Linked DNA regions of Hordeum vulgare: region 1 is linked to region 2. The links are chromatin contacts, called in public Hi-C maps. All regions are on one chromosome and are shown on one strand. The core of a region is the stretch at or near the end of the contact, and the rest is flanking DNA. Distances in the headings are between cores, read along the strand shown. Region 1 holds the start of LOC123410630 (28 kDa ribonucleoprotein, chloroplastic-like). Region 2 holds the start of LOC123407479 (cytochrome c1-2, heme protein, mitochondrial).

Region 1 (5,703 bases), core at 1,558-4,057, 460 kb before region 2:
CTATTGTACCGTCTTGAGGAATGGCTACCTCTTGTACCTGGTAGCATCTGTGAGCGCGCATCATGCTTTCTCGTAGCAACTGCTCTCGCAATGTTGTTCTCTTGTCAATGGCAATTTGGGGTGGCATATGTTAACGTGCCCTGTAAATTCGAGCGACCCAACATATCTTTGGTTCTGTAAAAATTGTCACGTTGCAAGGCAGACGTAACTGCAAAAGTAAAAAAGGCGTGCTTTCTGTCCTTTGAATACATATATCATATTAGCATTACCAACAAAAGCTTCTTCGATTATCATGAGAACACTAGGGCATCATTACAGTAGCCTACTTGAAAAGTTGAACTCATGGTATTGACAAGAAATTAACATGATTACATCAGCAGCGAACGAAAGCATGAAAAAAATATGGGATGGGAGGAGAGCCAGCATCAGGAGGCTAATGCGGGAGTTTCAAGTGGTGACATGCTTCAGTCTTCTGCAGTAACATTTCAGCAGTGTTCCCATGTGTCCACGAGAAACGCCAAGCCATGCTCTCCGCCGCTGCGCCGCATCAGAACCCTCGCTGTGGTCTCTCTGCTGCAACGTTCACTCGGAGTGGGCGGCCATCCATCTCCTAGAGTACATGACAACAACAAATTAGCATCAGTTCGGAACTTAAATGTTTGACATACACACTATGAAAGTCGATGATTCTGGAGAAATTATTTGCATCCATGTTGTAGTTATGTAGTTTATGAAAATGATATAGTGGTGCTTATGATGTTCTCACCTGTCCATCAAGCGCTGAAATAGCACTGTCAAGATCCTCCTTTGAAGCCATAGTTACAAAACCAAATCCTCGCGAACGCCCAGTTTCTCTGTCATACACGATCGTAGCATTAACTACTTCCCCATGCTCGCTGAACATTTGCACCAACCTAGAGTCTTCCGCTTGCCATGGCAGGTTACCAACATAAGCCCTGAAAGAAGATGCAAACTGTCGAGGAGGTCTCTCAACACGGGAGCCCCTTTGAGCTGCCCTGTTTACGTTCAGAAGCCTTCCGCTGATGTCCTGTTAAACAGAAGGTAATCAGCCGGCTACTCAGCAAAATATGCAACTTATACATCATGTTGTACATTTTTCAGGTTACTGCACTTATTTGTTCATCAAACATAATGTGCGATCTAGGACACCAGATAAGGGATACATGCCAGTCAAGGTGATAATAATCCCTTTTTATCAAGTGATATGTTCAAGTTGTCTCAAGGTACATCCAATTTCATGCGTAATGGCAACATATATAAATAACTTGAAGTCATGCAAGTGATGAAAAATACTCTAAACAATTTCATATGTTCAAGTCAGAGTATGAAATAAAATTCTATTATCTGTGAACTCTAAACAATTCAAAGAACTAAAAAGAAATGAGAAGATTGATATGCACTAACGTAGCGGTTAAACGCCTCGATGGCTTTGTCAGCTTCCTCAATAGTACTCATGGTAACAAATCCAAATCCACGGCTCTGGCCTGACTCTCTGTTGTAAATGACCTGGAGTTGAACAAAGCAAGGTCAACAAAATAAGAAAATCAATCGAGCACAGCACAGCACGCCCGTTTATACAAATAATATCAGACACTGTAATTCTCAAGCCTATACAAGTAATGCAATTTCTATAGGGTTTAACAATAGACAACAGAAGAACGTGAATGAAAAAACAACAGGACTCGCGCCAACAAGGAAATATAAAATAAGTCGTTTCTTGAAAATATGAAGATGGGATGGCAACAAATAGAGACTGCGATTAGCTACCCTAAAATTGCATCAGTTACACAAACACTGATATGCATTTGAATTATAGTGTCTGATATTATTTTATTATGCAAACTCACGCCAACACTGATATGCTTACCATTCAAATTAACATCTGGTTACACACAGTCCCAAACTTGTGCAGGTACCAAAATGTTTTTTTTTTTTGGCGGGAACACTGATATGCTTGAGAATTCTAGTGTCTCATATTATTTGATTACACAAACTCACGGCAACACTGATATGCTTACCACTCAAATGAACATCTGATTACACAGAGTCCCAAACTTGCGTAGGACCAAAATGGTTTTTTTTTATTGCGGGAACACTGGTATGCTTGAGAATTCTAGTGTCTGATATTACTGTATTTGATTACATAAACTCACGCCAACACTGATATGCTTACCACTCGAATTAACATCTGATTACACACACAGTCCCAAACTTGTACAGGTAGCAAAATGGTATTAACCGGGGGAAATCGTACTTACGCATTGCTGTTATTAATTTTACCCGCTACTATTACTTTAGGTGTTGCAGCGGTAGGCTCACCTCGGCGACCTCGACGACACCGGCCTGGTCGAAGAGCTGGGCGAGCCGCTCGCTGTCGACATCATACGGCAGGTTCCCGACGTACACCTTGGCCTCCTCGGGCGGCTCCGCTGTGTACCCCGCGTCCCCACCGGAGGCCGCCACCACGGGCTCCTCCTCCGTCACCGTCTCTTCAGCTTCCTCCGCGTCGGCCCAGTCGAGGCCCGCCTCAGCGGCGTCGGAGGAGGTGACGAGGGGCGTAAGGGGGACGCGGGGGCGGGTGGAGCGGAGGAGCGGCGCGCGAGAGAAAATGAGTGGGAGGGAGGCGGACGCCGGGGCGAGCTTGTGTTGGGCGGCGAACGCGGGGTGGAAGAGCGAGGCCTCCGTTGCCGCAGACATGGCGAGTGTCATGGCGGAGGTGGCCATGGTGACTGAAGGGGATAAGGGGGGGCAGGCGAGCAGGGGAAGGGATTTGAGCTTGAGGTGCTCCGTCCTCCGAATTTGCTTTTTTATACACGCTGCGCTGGGCTTTTGTCGGCTTTGATGGGCTTCCCACATGCTTTCTTGTGAGCCTTTGGATTGTTTTCGGTCTTGCCCCCCAAATGACAAACGAAAAAGATAAACTCCAAGCCAACGAAATCACTAATTAATAAGTATGTATTCCTTTTTAAAGTTACTTTCACCTTTTTCAGGTTGCAACAAGTGACGTACTGCATGCGTGTCACTTGTAATAACATGAAAGTTTTCTTTTTTTCGTAGATTCATATTTTTAAAACGTTTTATCTTCTAAACCGTGCGTCCAAATCTTGAACCGTTTTCATCGTTGAATTTCTCGCGTCGAGATCTTCAAAACTAGATTCCATGTTGATAGATTTTAACAAACTTTTTTTCACCAAAATAAGCATACCAAAATAATCGTGCCTCTGGCGATAGAAAAAATAATAGTAAACACGTGTTTTTCTTTCCGAGAGGCACGACCATGCCTTTCACGAAGGCAAAACCGTGTCTCTCACGAAAGAAAAACCATGCCTCTTGCAAAAAAATGGTGTTTTTTCCTTTGTGAGAGGCAGGCAAAACCATGCCTTTCACGGGAAAAAAACAGAAAACGCGTTTTTTTTCCTTTCTGAGAGGCACAGCCATACCTTTCGTAAAGGCAAGACCGTACCTTTCGTGGAAGCAAACCGCGCCTCTCGCAAAAAAACATTTTTTTCGTAAAAAACCATGGATGTGCCTCTCGCAAAGACAAAATCGTGTCTCTCGCAAAAAAACAGAAAACACATTTTTTTTACAATTTGTTTTGTCAAAAAAGTAATAAAGATTGGTGAAAAACCAAAACACCAAAAAAACTAAAAGAACTAAAAAACCGTAAACACGTGCGAAAAAATAAAAATTAAAACTCAGAGGCAGCGCTCAGAGCATGACATGTGACGACGGCTAAGAACGCGTCATGTGACAACACGCGGGAGTGCTTACTAGGAGGTTTTTGAAGGAGCATTCGCTAACTAGTGGCTCCCTCAAACGAAATATCCTATCGAACGCTCAGTACGGAAAACTGTCGATGAAACGCGCATAGAAGAATACGAGAGAACGACATGGGCCCATTTTCGAAAGGCTTAAAGTGCTATAGGATCCCGGTTTTGGAAACCTTCTAAAAAGTTCCCGAACCGGGTTTTTACTAGGTTTTTAAGATTTCCGATTGTTTCTTTTTATTTTCTTCTGTTTCTATTTCAATTCCTTCTTTTTTTTCAAGTTATTTTCCTTTTCCTATTTCTGTTCATTTTCCTGTACTTTTCTTGTTTTGTTTTTGTTTTAAGAAAATGTTTAAATGCGGATTTTTTAAGAATTTCAGTTTTTCAAATTTAGTTCATAAATTGAGAAATACCTTTCTGTTGGAAAAATGATTAGATTTTCAAAATATGTTCATGTTTTAAAAAATTGTTCAGAAATTTGAAAAAAAATGTTGCTCATATTTTAAATTTGTTCATAAATTCAAAAGTGTTTGGGATTTTCAACACAAATCATGTGATGAAATATTTTTCAAAAGTTTTAAAATGTTCCTTAAAAAACAAATTCAAAAAACGTTCTGGTATCATTTTTGAGAGAATTCCTTATTTAACCATGTTTAAATTTTATGCCCTATTTAACATCGATAAATTATTTTTTTCTCTATATAACAACAATCCTTAATTTTATGTTTTTTATAATACTTTTATTCATTTTAAGCTCAAATGACACCTGAAAAGACCATTTTATCCCTCATACAGTCTGTTTGTGTGTGTGCTGTTGCGTGTGCATGTGCGCACGCACATGTATGTTCCTGATGTTGCATGTGTGTTGCTGCGTGTTTGTGCGTGCGTACGCATGTGCTGCGTTGCTGTGTGTGTGTGCGTGCGTGCTACATGTGTTGCTACGTGTATGTGGTGTTGCATATGTGCACATGTGCGTGTGCTGCTTCTATGCGTGTGCGCGTGCTGCTGCATGTGCTGCTACGTGTGTGTTGTGTTCGTGTGCGCGCGTCGTGTGTGTTGTGTTCGTGTGCGCGCGTCGTGTGTGTGTTGTGTTCGTGTGTGCGCGTCGTGTGTGTGTTGTGTTCGTGTGGTTACGTGTGAGCGTGCATGCGTTTGTGTGATGTTACGTGTGTGTTGTGCGTATGATGTTGTATGTTGTTGCGTGTGTATATACTGTCGCATGTGTCATTTTTATTGTGTGTGCTACTGCCCCGCATTGATTATTGTGTGTGTTATTGTCCCGTACACACATATGACATGAAGGCAAAAGAGTTAGATGTCATTTAGGTTTAAAATGGATAAAAATATCATAAAGTGCATAAAATTTAGACTCGTTGTGACATAGCGAGAAAAATTATTCAGTGTCAAATAAGTAAACAAAATTTAAGGTAATGTTAAATAAAGAATTCTTTCATTATTTTTAGAAATATAAAATAATGTTCTTGTTTTTCAAATTTTGTTTCCATACTCAAAAAATGTTCGAGATTTTCTAAAAATGTTCGGTGTTTCAAAAAATTATTATTGCTTTTAAAATTTGTTCAGAATTTTACAGTTGTAAATATTTCAAACAAACAGATTTTTTTTAATTTTCATAGTTTTGAAAAATGTTCATTTTCTTCAAAAATTGTTCGCACTTTTCAGAAACAAACTACTCAAACACGAATACTGTCAAAAAAATAAACATTTTAAAATAACTCATTATTACTTTTGGAAAACATTGTTTTTTAATCATTGGAGAATAAGGAACATTTCTTGAAAATCCACAAAAAAAATGAAAACAGGGATATTTTTTAAACTCTAAATAAATTCCAAAGCAAAAAACCTTTTTAGGATTTGTGAGAAACTGAAATTAGGAATATTTTATAAAATTCCGTCA
Region 2 (6,144 bases), core at 3,339-5,838:
CTATGTTTTTCTATGCATGGTAGTTTCACCTTTGTTTGCCCAAATTGCATGCTGCGTAGGTACTTGGAAATTTTAGTATAGGTTGTAGTATCATGTGGTAGGCACACAACAACCCTGATACTTGGCCCGGGACGACAATTTCATATGGCTATGCTTGAGTAGACGGGATTCTGGTTGAGAGTTTATCACGAGTGATGCGAGAATAATTTAATAACCAAGACCGGTTAAGTCAAGACTTTTCAAGACCTCGTGATGCAATGCAACTCTGGGTGAAGGACGGTTGATCGGCTCCTTGGAGAAACCAGTGGATGACCCGGGATGCTGGAGACGGCCATGACATCTTGCGGAAAGCTTCATCCAGGCTCGAAGAGACGGACGGAGGCTTCAAGCCCCAAGGCTTACCTGCACAGCCACAAGTCATTATGGGCTCTAGCTTGGTTGGACAATGAGGCGACTCCGGACAGGCGGTGCTAGCAGATGTAGAAGAACGGTAGGAACGGATGGGCACCGACAGGGATTCAGAGGGACCCGTTGAAAGACCATGTTTTTATCATCCGGTCTTCAAACACCCTGAAGTGCGAGGACATACTCGGAGGCGATCAAATCTTGTGGGGAACGTGTGCAAAACTGTGCAGAGTGCCCAACCTAATCGATTAGCCGTGTCCACGGTCATGGACAACTTGAGCCAAAGGAACTGAAGTTATCTGGAATTCTCAACACCATTATATATATTTGATGTGGGTAATATTGATAACTTGGGTATGAGAACTGGTTGGCGGAACCATCTCATTAACAACCAACTACGTAGTAATTTTTTGCTTTTAGCCCCTCTCTTGTCGTAGGAGAAAATTTGCTTTACGCTAAACCTTACAGCCCCACCGGCCATATATGCATATAGAATAGATGATTAATATTTTACCCCCTCTCTTTGGTGGCTTGCCAGCATATTCAATATGCTGACCTACACGGCTGCAACGTCTTATGTTGCAGATATTTTCCTCGACGAGTAAGAGTACGATTCAGGGTTACGGTCCGCACTCAACCTGCCGTTGGTGTTATTTGGGACTCCACTCCCTTGACTGTTTCCGCTGAGATATTTAAGGTATATATCAATTTTATGCTATTTACATGTGATTGCACTTTGATATATACATTGATGTACTGTGTGTGCCAGCATACTGATCCAGGGATGGCACAGATACACGGAGGCTTGACTCGTTTTGAGTCGGGTCGCTACACACAAGCTAGTGCTTGAGTTCATCACGCAAGCACATAAGTAGCACCCCACAAATACATGGTGATATCCAACTTCACATACATCCTAGTGCATCCACATCCACATTCTAACACACACACAACATACATAGCACCTATCTCATATAACACATATGCCTCAAGCCTACCATGCATTTCTATCATGCTAGCAATAAAAAACCATAGACAACATGCTGCTTGTAAGGAGAAATAAAATCCCCATATGGTGACCAAGCATCAGCAACTATCCAAGCAAACATAGCAAAACAGAGAAGAAAAGCAACAAAAAATTAAAAGGAACACGAGAGGGATTCAAGCCCTGGATCTCGTGGTTCACCAACACACAAGCCACCACTCTGCTACTGTTCATGTGCTCGACAAAACATGGAGGTGAAACAGGTTAAAGTGTCTCTGCTGTTGCTTATGCTACTGTGCGAAATAAATATAAAAAAGGGGGGTGGCAACAGTGGGACTGAAACCCACGATTGACTAACCAACGCACCACACTGCAACCACTACGCTACACTACGGATCTCGACAGAACAGAGGTGTTATACTAGGTAACACACACACTCATCGGACGCCCTGCTCTGCTATACAGAGATGCGGCGGTGTCGCTCACCGGAGCGGCCTCCTAATGCTACTACTGCGCCAGTGGGTCATCTAACGCTACTACAACGCTGCGTGGGACGACGTTGCCCTGATGAACGGGACGAGCAGAGCACCTACACACATCACATGAACTGGACCGACTGATCTCGTCTCTGGACCGAGAAGCACGTCATCGATCAGCGAGCAGATAGGCGCATCTCCAGAGGGGGAAGGAAGGAAGGAGCACGACTCACCCTGGGGGAAGGAGAAGGGGTCGATCCGATCGGAGGGAGAAGCTTGGAGAAGATCTAAAGAAGCCTGATGAAGTCTGGATGCCGAACCAAAGCATGGGGGAACAAGCCGCCGGGAAAACGCCATCGACATGGAGCTGACCGTCGGTGTGGTCGCTCCCTGGCCTCACCGAGGACGGGAATGGAGTGCGGGGGCTCTCCCCGAGCTCCCGGACATGGTGGCCGGCGCCGGAGGCGACGGATGCACGGATGACGACGGCGACGTGCTATTGCACCCTCTCTGCTACCGGATCTACAACAACTTACCTAGGGAGGAAGGAGAGATGGAGGGAGGTGTGGCAGCGCTAGATGGGGGGACGCGGAACCCTAGGCCAAGGGGCACACACATCAAGGATTATATGATGGCCTCGACGTCCGTGAGCCTCACGGCGTGCTCGCTCTCTCACTGCAGTCTGACGGAAAGCAAGCGCACGGGGTAGACGCCGTGTGAAGAAAGGAGAAGGAGCGCTAGGTGGGCTGCCGAAAGGAAAAGAGAGGAGTGCTGGGCCTCGGGAGAGAAAGAGAGGAGGCCCATGCTGCGCTTGATAAAAGAGAAAACCCGTGGGGTTTTCTATTTAAATCACACCAGCAACTAAAATAAAAGCACAGGCTAAATTGAGATGCTAAAAATAAAGCAAAAAATAATCCCGGTCATAAGGATTTATGAGCTACTTGAATAAAATGTAAAAGGGATTTTTGGAGTCTATAAATATTTACAAAACAGTATTTAATCCACTGTTTTGTGAATATCTTGCACCTCTTAATCAAAGTTCAAAACAACAAATACATATCTCCACAATCACCACAAAACGTACTAAAACATGGACACTTTTGAAACAGGGGTGGAGCAAAAGAATCTTGACCTAGAGATAAATAGAGAGGGAGTTGTTTTGAATCCTATTGCAAACCACAAGCACTCCCTACTATCAAACTACATCCACATCATTTCACACATCCAACATCACACCACCACCTCACATGGAATCACAAAGCAACAAACACAAGACATGGATGAATGGAATGGATGCATGCATGCAAAGGAAAACAAAGCAAGGTGACACATGAAATAACACATGCATAAGCTCTCATATCAATGACAAGTTGGACCCACATAGAGAATGTTCCAATAAAGGCAAGTTACACTCTTGGGGCATTACAGGCCCGTGGGCGACCGACCGAGTGTTTGGGCCGGCGCACCGGCGCAGATCACTGCCCAACCAAGTCACCCCTTGCTCCCTCATCATCCACAAGCAAAGCTACAAATTGTGAGTCCTGGTGCTGCAACCATCATCACCCTTTGATATGATTGACGATGAAAATTGTTGCAACCATTCATGTCGATAGCGACAAAGATATTTTTTGTTCAACCCTCGTTAGTCTTTGGTACAACCGACGATGGGAATTGCTACAACCATTCATGTCGATGTCACGATCTAGGACGAGCGATGATGATAATGACGATTTTGCTTCAACCTTTGTCGACTTTTGTTACGACTGGAGATGAGAATTGCTACAACTATTCACATTGATGATGCGTCCCGCAACGGCGACAACAATGATTTTTCTTCAACCTTCATCGGATTTTGCTACGACAAGTGATGAGAATTGCTACAACCATTCATGTTGATAATGCGAACAATGACGGCGGGCGGCGACAATTTTATTGCAACATTCGTCCGATTTTGCTACAATCGACAAAGGAAATTGCTGCAACCATTCATGTCAATGACCAGTGGCTTCATTCATTCATTCATGGAAAATCATGAAAAGTTGCAACGGTGGATCCGGAAGCTATGACCGCGAGCTCCACATGCTGAAACCGGTGACGAGAGAAGCTGCGCCTTGCTCTCGGTCGACGCCATGAGGGAGCACTGGGAGGAGGAGATGGGGCTGAATGGTGTTGCTACAATATGAGGTGCGACCAGTGGCAACGATCGACACCCTCAAGCCATGTGGAGTGCTATGATACAGGAGGTGCAGCCAGCGGTGATGCGGAGAGGGAAGCGGGGAAGTGCTGCTCTTGCGCGGGAGCGCGCACGTGATGGTTGGAGAGCACGAACTGCTCCGTTGACCAAGTCAGAGAAGGAGATGATTTGGAAAGAAGGTATCCGACAATTCGACGGCTGCAGGAATCCAAATCGGAGGGCTCACATGTGACCGGCTAGGTTTTCGGCCGGTCCACGTATCACTCGCCTTTCTTTAAAAAAGAATGTAAATTTGACATGCCTAAATACAACAAACCAAACATGTGCAGCAAGCCCATCCGATGGAAATGTTCTACGGGCCGAAAATGAAAACGATGATCAAACGGGGTCTAATTTAGCGTTTTGCTTCACGTGCCAGACCGATCCGCGATCTCAGGACTTTGGGCCGGCACGGCACGGCCCGCCTAGATGGCCATACGAGATCCTCGGGGCAAGGGGCCCACGTGTCAGCGTGACGCCCCCAAAGCCTCCTCACTCTCAACGCGTCCCTCACATCGCCACAAAGCCTGCGCCTCCATCCACCTCCCTCCCACCCGCTCCCCACCTCCCGCGCCGCCGCTCGTCGGAGCCCCGCCTCGCCGTGCCAAGTCCGCTCCCAATCGGTAACTGTGCTACGCCCTTCACTGCTTTTCTACCCGTTCCCTCCCGTTTCAACAATATATTACCCGATCTTGTGATCTGCTCCGGTCGTCGCGTGGTTGCGCACGGGCGATCCGGTCAAGGTCTCGGAGGTGAGTGGTAATCGAGCGCGTAGATAGATCGCGACGTTTCTTCTGCGAATCTGATACATTTGCGCCGTCGCACCGTGGTCGTACCGTTAGCAATCGCGCGTCTCGGCTTAGATCCATTTAGGTTCGTTGTTCCTGCGAACTGTAGATATGGAATTTCCACCCGCCACACTTCGGTGAATCTGAGCCATTTAGGGTCGTTACAGTCTTGTCTCTTATTTTTTTTCATTCCGTGTGGAGATCATCATACTTTACTGCCAAACCTGGTCTGGTGTCTGGTCTAATATCTGTTGAGTTTTGTTAGTTTCTAATGTGAGGTAACTGCCCTGATTTTGTGTTCAAGATTTGGGCTTGACGTTGTGAAAATAATAAACATTTTGCAACATATCCTTGTGATTATTGGGCTTGTACCACGATTTTCTCCCAGTCCTCTCCAATATGATGGCTTGGATAATGTAAATGCAATGACAGTTATTCAATTTATCGCTAGCAAGTTTGAATCTGTTGTCTGTTGCTTTTATGATTATCACATCAGTCCAACTTGCTTCTATAACACAGCTTGTAATCTTTGATGCAGAGCCCTGAATGGCTGCCGGCAGGGCCATTAACCAGCTTCTGAAGAAAACTTTTCAGAGCCAGTCTTCTGTAAGTGCTTTCTCTGAACTCTTGCTTCAGTATGCAGTCTGTTGGAAAACTAGCCCAGTATGCAATCCTGTTATTATTTGTTTTATTAGTTTTCATGGTTGTACTCCCATTCAAGAACTCATCCGATTAACTAGTTAACTTGCCGATTAATCCCTACTCGTAGGGTTACCGAGTAATTGATTACCTTGCTGATTAGCCCATTAATCCCCTACTTGCCAGCCAACTGAGCAGCTACCAGTTAACAATTTCCTCAACAATGTTGTACTGAAGTTATGACATGACTGCTCCATATGCTGGAAATAAATCCTTGGCATGCTTAGTCTGTTTTGGTCCGTACTGAGTTTTTTCTGATAGAGAAACCAGTTATTGCTCAAATTCTGCATTTTTTTTTGGGGGGGGGGGGGGGGGGGGGGGGTTGAGGGTTAAAAGTTTGGCAGGGTTACCTTTCCGTGTAAAGTAGAATGGATAGTTCTCAATGCTAGACTTTCGGTTGTGTCAAGCCGTCAACTAGTTAATACTTAATACTACTCCCTCCGTCCCAAAATAAGTGTCGCAAATTTAGTACTAAGTTAGTACAAATTTTGTACTAAAGCAGCGGACGGAGGGAGTACTATTTATGCGCTATGACTGATTGTTCTAACATTATGATCT

Evidence for each region. Hi-C and Micro-C count contacts between places; a contact is called where the count stands out from the background.
Region 1: a Hi-C map of leaf shows a contact between it and region 2, with 4 times the contacts expected there. The contact joins the promoter of LOC123410630 here to the promoter of LOC123407479 in region 2. A contact is called at or near these places in 2 of 6 Hi-C or Micro-C datasets (leaf and seedling).

Annotation. Positions count from the first base shown.
Region 1 is chr7H:248,783,947-248,789,649 of MorexV3_pseudomolecules_assembly, reverse strand. LOC123410630 (28 kDa ribonucleoprotein, chloroplastic-like) reads right to left here and starts at 2,807. Exons shown (of 4, transcript XM_045103574.1): 1 at 2,341-2,807; 2 at 1,426-1,527; 3 at 767-1,048; 4 at 260-610. The coding sequence starts at 2,745. The coding sequence ends at 548.
Region 2 is chr7H:248,327,568-248,333,711 of MorexV3_pseudomolecules_assembly, reverse strand. LOC123407479 (cytochrome c1-2, heme protein, mitochondrial) reads left to right here and starts at 4,588. Exons shown (of 8, transcript XM_045100615.1): 1 at 4,588-4,722; 2 at 5,426-5,493. The coding sequence starts at 5,434.